Linked DNA regions of Rattus norvegicus: region 2 is linked to region 1. The links are chromatin contacts, called in public Hi-C maps. All regions are on one chromosome and are shown on one strand. Each heading gives the region's core, a stretch centred on a gene start, on an enhancer-like site or on the middle of the called end of the contact. The rest is flanking DNA. Distances are from core to core; before and after follow the strand shown. Region 1 overlaps Fkbp9 (FKBP prolyl isomerase 9). Region 2 overlaps Nt5c3a (5'-nucleotidase, cytosolic IIIA).

Region 1 (5,181 bases), core at 1,275-3,774:
TTCAGGCCCCACCCCATGCCCAGGGGTAGTTGGCCCACACAAAATGCACCACATAGTTTTTGTCCGCTGCTTGGGGTTTTTTTGTTGTTTTGTTTTGTTTTCCTTTTTTTTTTTAAGTTTGTTTTGATTTTCATTTTTTGAAAGAGAAGGAATGTTAAATTGGGTGAGTAGGAAGATGGGGAGGAGTTGGAAGGAGCTGGGGACTTATGTTGTATAAAAAATGTTTTTAGAAAGGAAGTCTTTTTCATTCTGTTTATTTCCCTTATACTGTTAAAGATCAGACTCAGTCATGCAGGTCCATAGTGATCTACTAATGCCCCAGTCCCAAAAAAGAAAGTCTCAAAATCAACTCAAGAGTTTAAATTTTCCTAGCATTCACATATACTTGCTGAATATTTTTGCAGCTTTTGTAAGATATAATTTATGTGGTACATAATTCAAACATCTAAGGTATATACTTTGATAGCTGAGCTTAGTGAGGTATTACATAAATACATAGTGTTTTAAAAGTGTTATTTTAAACACATGCACCCTAAGTATCTACTTTAAAGAAATGATTTTTTGTAGTAGGCTAGGAATCTTATTTTGTTATTTAGATGATATCCAAAATATTTTGTCAGCATTTGGGAAGCTGAGTCAGGAGGATCAGCGGTTCAAAGCCAGCTTTGGCTACAAAGCAAGATTTAGGCGCTGAAGTGAATGCACTCCCATTGGCCAAGAATGAGACAATCAAGAATAACTTATGGCTAGAGAAAGGATTGAGGGACCCAAAGAGGACAGGGACTCGAGAGGAAGACCAACAGAGTCAACCAACCTGGACTGAGATTGAACCACCAACCAAAAATTATATAAGGACTGGGCCTCGTTGCTCCCCTACCCCCTGCACTAATGCAGCAAATGTGTGACGTAGCCCAGCAACTGGAGTGGGCGTGTACCCTGACTCTACTGCCTGACTATGGATCCTCCCCTCCTGACTGTCTGTCTTGTGTTGCCTCAACAGGAGAGGATGTACCTAGTCCTGTAGTGACTTGAGGTGCCAGGGTGGGTTGGTACCCTGGAAGAGACATCCTTCTTCTCACAGGTGATGGGAAACAGAGGGGATGGGGCAAGGGCCATGTAAGGGGAGGACTGGGAGGAAGGGGGGACTGCAATCAGAATATAACGTGAATAAATAAATAAATCCATGGGATAAAAAAAATTTTAAAATGAACAATTTATATCTTCCAGAGACAAGAAGTTAAGACACGTTTGTGGTAATTTCCCAACTATTTCTCTCTAGCAGGGTACTCCATCAGCTGACTGTGAAGACATAGTATGCAGGACTGGTTTGCAGTCAGCACGATAGCACATTTTGCATGCACAAGGCCCTAAGTTAGATCACAAGCACCGACAAGTAAAAATAGCCCATTATCGAGGTTTGAATGAGAAAGGCCCCCATAGTCTCGGACATTTGAACACAGCCTCCCAAGTTGGTGACACTCCCGAGCTGGTAACACTGTTCAGGAGGTCTAGGCAGTAAAGCCTGACTTTGCTGGAGTAGTCTGTCCCTGGAGGGCCGACTTGGAGATTAAAGGCCTCACACCTCTAGTTGCCTCTGTGTGTTTTGTAAATGCATTTGAAGAGGTACGCTCTCGCCTCACTCATGGTGCCATGCCTGCTGCTTACTGCCATGATGACCTCTTATTCCCTGATCTGTGTATAAACCCTTCCTTCAATCCATTACTGCTGGTCACGGTGCAGCAACAGAGAAGTACAAGCATTAAGAGCTGTTTGCCGATCTCAAGCCTGGGAATAGAAAACATGGAAAGGCTGAGCCTCATCCCCTTGGCCTCCCCTCTCCTTTGCCCTACACACCACAAAGGCAGAAAACAGTGTGGAAAACAGTACATTGATTATTGTGAATTAGAGTACCATTTGACTTCCTCAAGAGCGCCATGTTTTCACTTGTATCCTTTTTTATTGTGATTCTTTAAAATAGGTTCTTATTACCAGGCTGGCCTTGAACTCATGATCCTAAGGCTCAGTCTGTCAACTGCTATGACAGGTGGATGCCACCACACCCTGCCCTAGTTTCTATTCTTTATTCCGTGTATGCCCTATGACTTACACGCCTAAAGGTCTCTGTTATATCCGATTGTCAGTATGTGTGAAAAATGTGAGATGTGGGAAATTTAGTTTGAATAAATAAAAAGCATTAATTATCAGTCAACACTCTACTTCTCTTCATAGGACATTACTTTATTTTATTTTGCTTTCGAGACAGGGTCTTACATGTCCCAGCTGGGCTCCAACTTACTGTGTAGCTGAAGATGACCTTGAACTCCTAATCCTCCTGCTCTCACCTCACAGATACTGAAAATAGAAGCATGTACCCCCATGTGCTGGGGGTCAAACCTGGGGCTTCATGAATGCAAGGCAAGAACTCCGCCAACTCCACAATCGCCACAGCCAATGGTATGCTCTCAGTTTGTCCAAGTAAAACACACATACACTCATAAAGCCAACAAAGGGGAAAAGCTGGGGAATACGTCCATTCAGACATCAGTGACTAAACCTTTACTTTGGTGTCTACAGCTTCTTAAACTGTCTACATCAAATCTTGCTTACAGATAAGAAAGTGAGAGAACTTGGTGCCCAGGGCTGCAGCTGGCAAAGCAGGGAGGGACACAGTGCTTACCATGAACACCGATGTTCAAATGCAAATGAGAAATTCAAGTTCTAGATAGAAGATCGCCCTGACTAGCGCTGTCCAAAAGACCTCTCTGTAATGACGGAAACAAAAGGTATTTGTGGAGTAGCTCAGAGCCCTTAGTGGTGTGTGACTCACGCATACCAGAGATGGGAGGCTGTGACCAGAATATGGTAGCCGGTGGCTACCATAGTTGTAGTGTTGGCCTAGAGCAAAAGGCAGGGTATGTTTCAGTGGACACAGACGAAATGATTGCTACAGACAGAAGTAAGGACAATGAGGCTAGAGACGTGGCTCAGAGATGGCCCAGGAGTTAAGAGCACTAACTGCTCTGGCAGAAGACTCAGGTAGGGTTCCCAGCACCCACACAGAGCAGCTCTCAACAGCCGGACTCTCCACCTACCGGGGATCTGAAGCCCTCTCCTGGCCTCCATGCCCAATACATCATGTGGTACATGTACAGAGAAACAAGCACACACACGTACTCTCATCAATGAAAGTAAACATAAAGATAAAGCTCTGAGGAAGAGGGACTTACCATCTCCCTCCTCCCCATAGGCCAGAAAAGGAGGTATGGTGATGATGCGCTTCTCCCCAACACACATGCCCAGCAGCCCTTTGTCCATTCCAGGAATCAGCCATCCAATCCCCACATAGGTGTCATAGGTTTTCATGCGATTGTGGCTGAAAAAACGTCAAAGAGGAAGGAAGTAAGCTGCATACCGTTCCTAACTCACCCCTTGGGGTTTTCGTTTCCCAAATCTCAGGTGAACACAAAGCCCACAGTCATCCCTCAGAGTAGGCATGTGTCCCATTTTTGCTCCCTTCGGGTTAGGAAGAAATGAGACCTCCTATTGATACCAGCAGCCAACGGCTCTCTTGCTCACTGAGCACTCTGCCATTACAGAAAATCTCAGAGCGTTCCCTAGTTTTTCTCCTAGCCTCAGGCCTCTCTATAGTTCTCCTCTTCCCTTCCCATAGACAAACCACATAAATGACTCAAACACCCATGAGCTTCCCTGGAAACATGTCCCTTCACTTCACAGGAGATCTCCAACAATGGTTTAATCATTTAATCATTTAAATGAAATCTTTAATTTTTTCTAAGGTGTTTTAGTTTGACCCTGGCACCACAGAGTATCTAACACTAACCACGATTATATGAGGAAGGATTTGGTACAAAGTATAGTTTGGTAGAATACATTTTCTCGTTTCCTAGTGATCACATAAAGAAGACAGGACAGAAGGAACCAAGGGCATTTCACACACTGGCACCAACCGTGGCACTTACCTGGAATCAAACAGCGTCCCATCCAAGAATGTTCCATTGTAGTGGTACCTCACAAAATCAGATACTTGGATAGTCCGAGGGCAACTGGGGGGCTTGAAATACGTCTGAATCTGAACCTGGTCTTCAGAATTCCAAATGTCCACCAAGAGTACATCAAAGTGAAGAACTGAGTTTGGAGGGATCACACCAGCTGGAAATTGAAGTGCATTCACACTGAGAGACTGCCATCTTCTGGCGACTCCGAGGTTCCCTAGAAAGCAGCTGTTGAATAGCTATTTTCTCCTTGTTGAACGGCTCCCCCCAGGAGGGAGGAAGTGGGTATAGCAGACTGGAGAAGCTAACAGAAAAAGATATACTAGGTTTCTCCCGAAAGTTGTAAAATCTAAGTGGTGGTTAGGGAGAGGAACTGTGTCCTAAGGAGCTGCCTCCAAGTCGTACAGGGAGCTTCGGAGATGCAGCTTTTATCTGACCCCACCCCTTCTACAATGTTTTTTTCAGTGATCCAGCTGCTGCCCGGAAGTAACCCCTCAACCAAGCTCCTGTAAGTTACTCCAACGAACTCCCTAGTTCACCAGGCTGGGCTTAGGTGGGATCTTTGGTCTACTATCAATGACCTAAGTGGGTTAAATAAACATTTGTTCACATCCCACAAGGAAGAAGTCAATTGACTACTGCCATGAGAACAGAAGCCAAAAGAATTCAAACCCATCACAGATGCACAATTCCAAAGGGCTGATTGTTCCTCCAAATAAAGTTAAAGAGAGAGAAAAACTCTTCTCAAGAGTGCGTTAGCTTCTTCTGTGTCAGCACTTTCTTCCCTCTCTAAGAGATAAACCTATACTAGAAGTGCTAGCTAGGGGTGTTGGGCCTTTCTTTTTCTCCTATTAAAGATTTCAAATTCTCCAGTCAGGTTGACTGAAGGGTATGTGAATGTGTCTATAAATAACAGAACGAAGACTTACAAACTCCTTCACTTCCATAGGCGAGGTTTGGGGGAATCGTCACAAAACGCCTCTCGTTTACACACATCCCAACAAGAGCTTGGTCCATCCCTGCGATCAGCTGGCCTTTTCCCACAAACACACTGAACGTAGAGTCCCTGTCATAGCTGGCAATCCAGAAGGAAGAGAGAAAGAGAAATAAAAGCAGCTATTACCACAGTGAAAACAGTTTCGTGACGGTCACAGCAGCAAAGAAAAAG
Region 2 (5,181 bases), core at 1,129-3,628, 56 kb before region 1:
TATTTTGTTTTAATGTTTCTAAGACAGGCTCTTATTATAGTGTCACCTGGCCTGGGACAGTGGCCCTCGTGTTCCCTCCTCTCAAGCCCTGGGATTATAGGGTTGGCCCACTCCATACAGCACCATTCCTTTCTAAGAATCGTGCACCTGTGTCTCAGGTGTATCACAGTGCGTTCATCTCTCTGATACTGTGTTCGTGGTACTTGGGGTAGGGCCCAGAGCTCTGTACATGCTAAATAGACTGCCACCCAGCTTTGCCCCCTTCCCACCTGTCCTCTGCTTTGTCGGTTTATGTGGTTTATGTTTTGTTACTGCTCTTTGTTTGTTTACTTTTGAGACAGTATCTCATTTAGCCTAGGCTGGCCTCTACCTTTTCCCATTCCCACTGCCTCTGCCTCCCGGGTGCTGGATTGCAGGCATCCATGCATCCATGCATCATCTCTATGCCCATCTCTCTCCTGTGTTAAAAATAACTAGGTGTTGTCATTATGGGTGCCCACAGTTTCTTAGCATTACAAGCAAATCTACAGTCTCTGTGTTTGCAGTTATGTGTACAAACTTTGTGTACAATCATATATCTATAGGGTAAGTTACTAGACACTAAATGGTACTTCAAAGGAGTGTTTCTATCTATGGCTTTTGGTAATATTTCTAAATATTTCTCTAAGAAGGTCTGGAAGTATAACTCCAAATTCCTTTGTTAAAAGAGCTAATTTAGGGTAGATTAGTATTTTTTGTTTGCTATCTTTGAATTACCATCAGTAATTAGGTATAATAGGTCTTCCTCTTAAAGGTATATTTTGTTAATGAGCCTTATTAAATCTTATTATAATAAGATAGCAGTGCCCGGGGCTGGAGAGATGGCTCAGTGGATAAAGCATTCGCCACATGAGACTGGGATTAGGATTCCTAGCACCCATGTGAATGCCAAGTAGGTGTGGTGGCCTACCTGTAATCCCAGTAACAAGGGATGCCCAGGTCACGATGGATAGCTCACCTAGCTGAATAGGCAAGCTGTGGGCTTCAGTGAGAGACTGTCTTCATATCACAGAGGAGAGCAATTGAGAAAGACACCTGAAGATGGCCTCTGGCCTCCACAAGCCTCCACCTCTGTCACCACACAAGGGAATATACACACCCAGCCAGCACAAGGGGAGGGGTGGTGCTGGTGCTGGTGCTGGTGGTAGTGGTGGTTGTCATGGCAACAGCAGCAGCAAGCGGCATGTCTCTGAGTTTGAAGACACACATAGCCAGTGCTGTGTAGTGAGACTTTGTATTCTGCCACCGCCCTCTCCTGCTCAAGGAGAGCTCTCCCAGAGCTCTATGGTAATGTGGGCTTGTAGTTTACAGGTCCTGCTTCAGGAGGCTGTGGAGGCATGAAGATCACTTGAGCCCAGCCTGACCAATCTATTGAGATCCTTTCTCTGAAAAAAAGGACTTGCTACTTCACAAAGTAATTACTAAAATGTAGCCTGACATTAGATATTCAGAACACAGTAGAGAGCACCAGTAGAAAAAATTATTTACATATGAACAGCTTTAACCTTGTTCCTGATGATAAAGTTTCCCGGAGCCTGAGTTCTACCTTATCTAGCAGGCCCTGGTGCAGTGTTAACATGCTGCCATCCAGCTGCTCAGTTTAAATGCTAGACTGGTTCTGTTTTTAAGTAAAAACACTTTTATCGCATTACCTTCCTTTTTAACAACAACAGCAGAAACTTTCATATTGTGTTACCGAGACTGGCCCACATAGACTAAGTGACCTTCCTGCCTCAGATTCTTAGTGGCTGAGACCACATGGACCCTGTTATACTTGCACATTCCAGTTTTATACTGGTCTTCAATTTTTGGCATGATTTTACTCAAATTTACCAAAAGCTGCCGGAAAAATATAAAGAAAATGTAAAAGCCTCCTTCAGCCCCACTGGAGTAAAATATGCATAATGCAAGAGGTACCATTTTAGTCGTGTTTTACTTACTGTTTGGTGACACATTATTGTGCACCCGTTTCCACCACGCACCACTCTTAGAACAGTTCTCATTTAAACACTGGGACTCTGTCCATTTGAGCAACAACAGCTTCCTATCTGCCTTCCCCAGCTCCAGCAACCAAACTTCGTCTTTTCACTTTGTCTTGAAGTAGAGCATCCGCCAGAGGTGTGCACACATCACAGTGCAGTGCAGTCGGCAACAGGAAAGGAGTGGTCTAAGAGTTACGCTCAGAGTTCCTTCTTAGATTGCAGAGCAGTTAGCTACCCGCTCTTAGCCGGCATGCTTTCCCAGCTGGTTAAGTTCTGTGAACTAAATGGTATCAAGCTGAGAGAGCCGGCAAGGCTGTCACCCATAGCATAATAAAGCCCTGTTCTGTGTGCGTGCGTCACAGGACTGTTTGCATAAGGCTTAGTCAAGGCTTTGGGAACCGCCCTCCTTGCACCTTGTGCTATATTAGTGCTTCTCAGACAGGAAGAATTTTCTTTTGCTGGTGCTGCTGCCGTACATAGCTTGTCCGGTTACCTTCAGAGTAAGTGCTCACTGTTCCAGAAGCCATAAGTGTCTTCTATTTAACTTGCCGTGGTTCTGGTTTGGTTCTCTAGCTTATTGAAACTCTAGCCATTTAAAAATATAGAGGAGGAAATATAAGTAGGCTAATCGGGAAATGTGAAATTATTTGTAGTTTGCAAAGGTGTTAAGTGTGTAAAGCTTTCAGATTATCTTGCTCAAAAACTACATTTTATGTGGTCTGATTTTAGAGACTCCTTGTTTAGACACGTGGGTGTTAGGTAGAAGTAAAGTACTCTCGGAAGAAGAGCCTCATACTCACTTGCTATGTGACTCGGTTTTGGACAAAGCCACATGAGTTCATTATTGCCAGTAATAAAGATTAGTATTCATGCCCGTGAGTCTTACCCAGGATGTTATAGACTGCATTTATACTGGTATGTTTTATGAATTGATGAAAGCTAGGTTTCTAATGTAACAACTTGCATATTGAAAGTTAAGATTCAGACATGTAAGAACTGGGGATGTAGTTCAGTGGTAGACTATTTGTCTAATATGTATAGGGCCTCGGTTAGATACCCAGAACCTCCAAAAACACATCCCTGAAACACAGAACATATGTATTACAGTAAAATCTAGAATACTGTCTGTGGCTGTGTCAGATTTTTTTTTCCGAGACAGGGTCTTATATCGTGTGCTGACCTGTAACCTACTAAGTGCTTCCTACAGGTTATCACCTTGCCTGGCTCTGCATCGTGCTTGAGTAGTTGAATTTTCCAAGATTCATATAGCTTCTTTTAAAAATCCAATCATGCAACAGACTGTTGTATAAGCAGCTTGCCTGGCTCTACTGGATACTCACGTTACCTGTGCTGTTACTCTAGGAGAAAGGACAGGACAGGAAGAACTCAGTATGTTTGGGGTCAGCAATGCAGTTTCCATGTGCCTTGGTTTAACGTTTTGAAAAAATGCTACTAGTATTAGAACCGATATGGGTGGAAGACTGGAGAATTACATTCTGAGCTTACAAGCTCTTTGTTTTCACACTTATCCACAAAACCCAATTTAAGAAGATTGGCATAAATTGCCCATCCTGAAATAGACGGCTTTTAAATTGATTTTTTTTCCCTGTTTACTCCCACACTTCCAGTTGTTCAGTTTCAGTTTTGTTTATTGTGTGTGGAGAATGTTTCACTTTCCAGTTTGTGTATATTTATTTATTTCTGTCTGGGGAGAAACATTTAAATGCAACAGGGAAATTGTTACAGTCCTCCATTAAAAGTGAATTTATAATTTTATTTCTATTTGATAATCACCCTAAGAAATTTGACATCTTAATGCACTGAACTTAAGACAAATGGTATTGGTTAGTTGAGAGAGGTGAAATAAATACCAATGAATTTAACAGGGACAGTTAATACTGTTGCCAGAGTCCATCCCATATTAGAGTGAGATGTATCTTTTCTCATGTAAGATACACAGTTTACCACGTAAAGTTCATTACCTAATCAGTGTAATTTTCACGTTTCTGTAAACATCAAAATTAAAGCAGAGTCACGATTTAAAAGCTGTGTTAATCAATTTCTTTTTTTCTACCTTCCTACAAGTCAGAGTGAAGCAAACTTTTCAAAGTGTTCGGTTTACACTCAGATGCTTTCAGGTCTGTTTTAAAGCAAGTAAATTGCTTTTGTAGACATTCCCGTTTTATTAACGTGAAAACTATAGCCTCAAAAGTAGTAACTAAAGTTTTTAGAGAACAAAGTTAAGTAAAGGTCTTACCTCTTGCTTCCTTCTTGTTCTACACAAGCTCGTGTCAACATCACTAGAAACCTTAAGCACATCCTGAAAGTACACAGAGTATTGTTTTCTTTCAAATTTTTCTGGTTCATATTCCAGGATTCCAGATTTAAAGGCTTTAAAACTTCGCAGAGAGTTCATAGTTCAAGGGTAGAGCTTTCTATTTGGGAATGTGTCTTCTGTGCTTGACGTGTTTTTCCAGCAGCTCTTCTCTTGGAGCATCTGCCACAGCTGGCATTGGCAGAACAAGCTAGAACTGTGTACACACCAGGTCTAGGCTTACAAGACTGTTGGTTAAAAATACTCTGCTCTGATATTCAGTATCTTCTTTCAGATAGTCCCAGAATGCTGGCACGCGCGCGCGCGCGTGTGTGTGTGTGTGTGTGTGTGTGTGTGTGTGTAAAACAGATTAACTTTTGATGAGTGGAAGTTACATTCAGACCCAGTGTTGAGCACTGGGAGGAAGGAAAGCTCTTGTGTTAACATTAGCATAGTGTATGTGAATTAGTAAAAGCAAGCACCTGCCCAGTGTGGTTGTTTGCCTATAATCCCAGTAATTGGAATGATAGGTAGGAGAATTGCCACTAATTTGGAGGCAACCAGCACTATATATCATGACCCTGACACAGAGGAGAGGGTTGGAGGGAGAAAGCTGGCCATTGTCTAATCTTTTATTGATCCTTCTTTTGTTTGTGATAGGTCAAGAACCATCAATATTTGAAGAGGCCATAAGACCATTTTTTACTAACACTGACTTTTTTTTATTATGTTAAAGTGTGTGTATATGTGCCCTAGGAGGGCTTCAGATCACCAGGAATTAAATTTATAGTCAGTTGTGAACTGCCTGATGTGGGTACTGGGAGTGGAACTCGGTCTTCTAGAACA

What was found. Hi-C and Micro-C count contacts between places; a contact is called where the count stands out from the background.
Region 2: a Hi-C map of Schwann cells shows a contact between it and region 1, with 5 times the contacts expected there. The contact joins two enhancer-like sites. A contact is called at or near these places in 11 of 12 Hi-C or Micro-C datasets (the A7r5 cell line, the Rat2 cell line, Schwann cells and 6 more).

Annotation. Positions count from the first base shown.
Region 1 is chr4:87,455,749-87,460,929 of GRCr8, reverse strand. It overlaps Fkbp9 (FKBP prolyl isomerase 9), which reads right to left. Exons shown (of 10, transcript NM_001007646.1): 2 at 4,943-5,088; 3 at 3,981-4,170; 4 at 3,228-3,373. Among named protein-coding and RNA genes, the nearest start is that of Fkbp9, 22 kb to the right of the region's middle. Within about 2 kb of position 2,524, at least 6 of the 93 cell types and tissues checked have an H3K27ac peak or open chromatin away from gene starts, as enhancers often do. A contact at or near this core is called in Schwann cells, where this site is marked.
Region 2 is chr4:87,512,103-87,517,283 of GRCr8, reverse strand. All of the region lies in intron 1 of Nt5c3a (5'-nucleotidase, cytosolic IIIA), which reads left to right. Among named protein-coding and RNA genes, the nearest start is that of Nt5c3a, 20 kb to the left of the region's middle. Within about 2 kb of position 2,378, at least 44 of the 93 cell types and tissues checked have an H3K27ac peak or open chromatin away from gene starts, as enhancers often do. A contact at or near this core is called in Schwann cells, where this site is marked.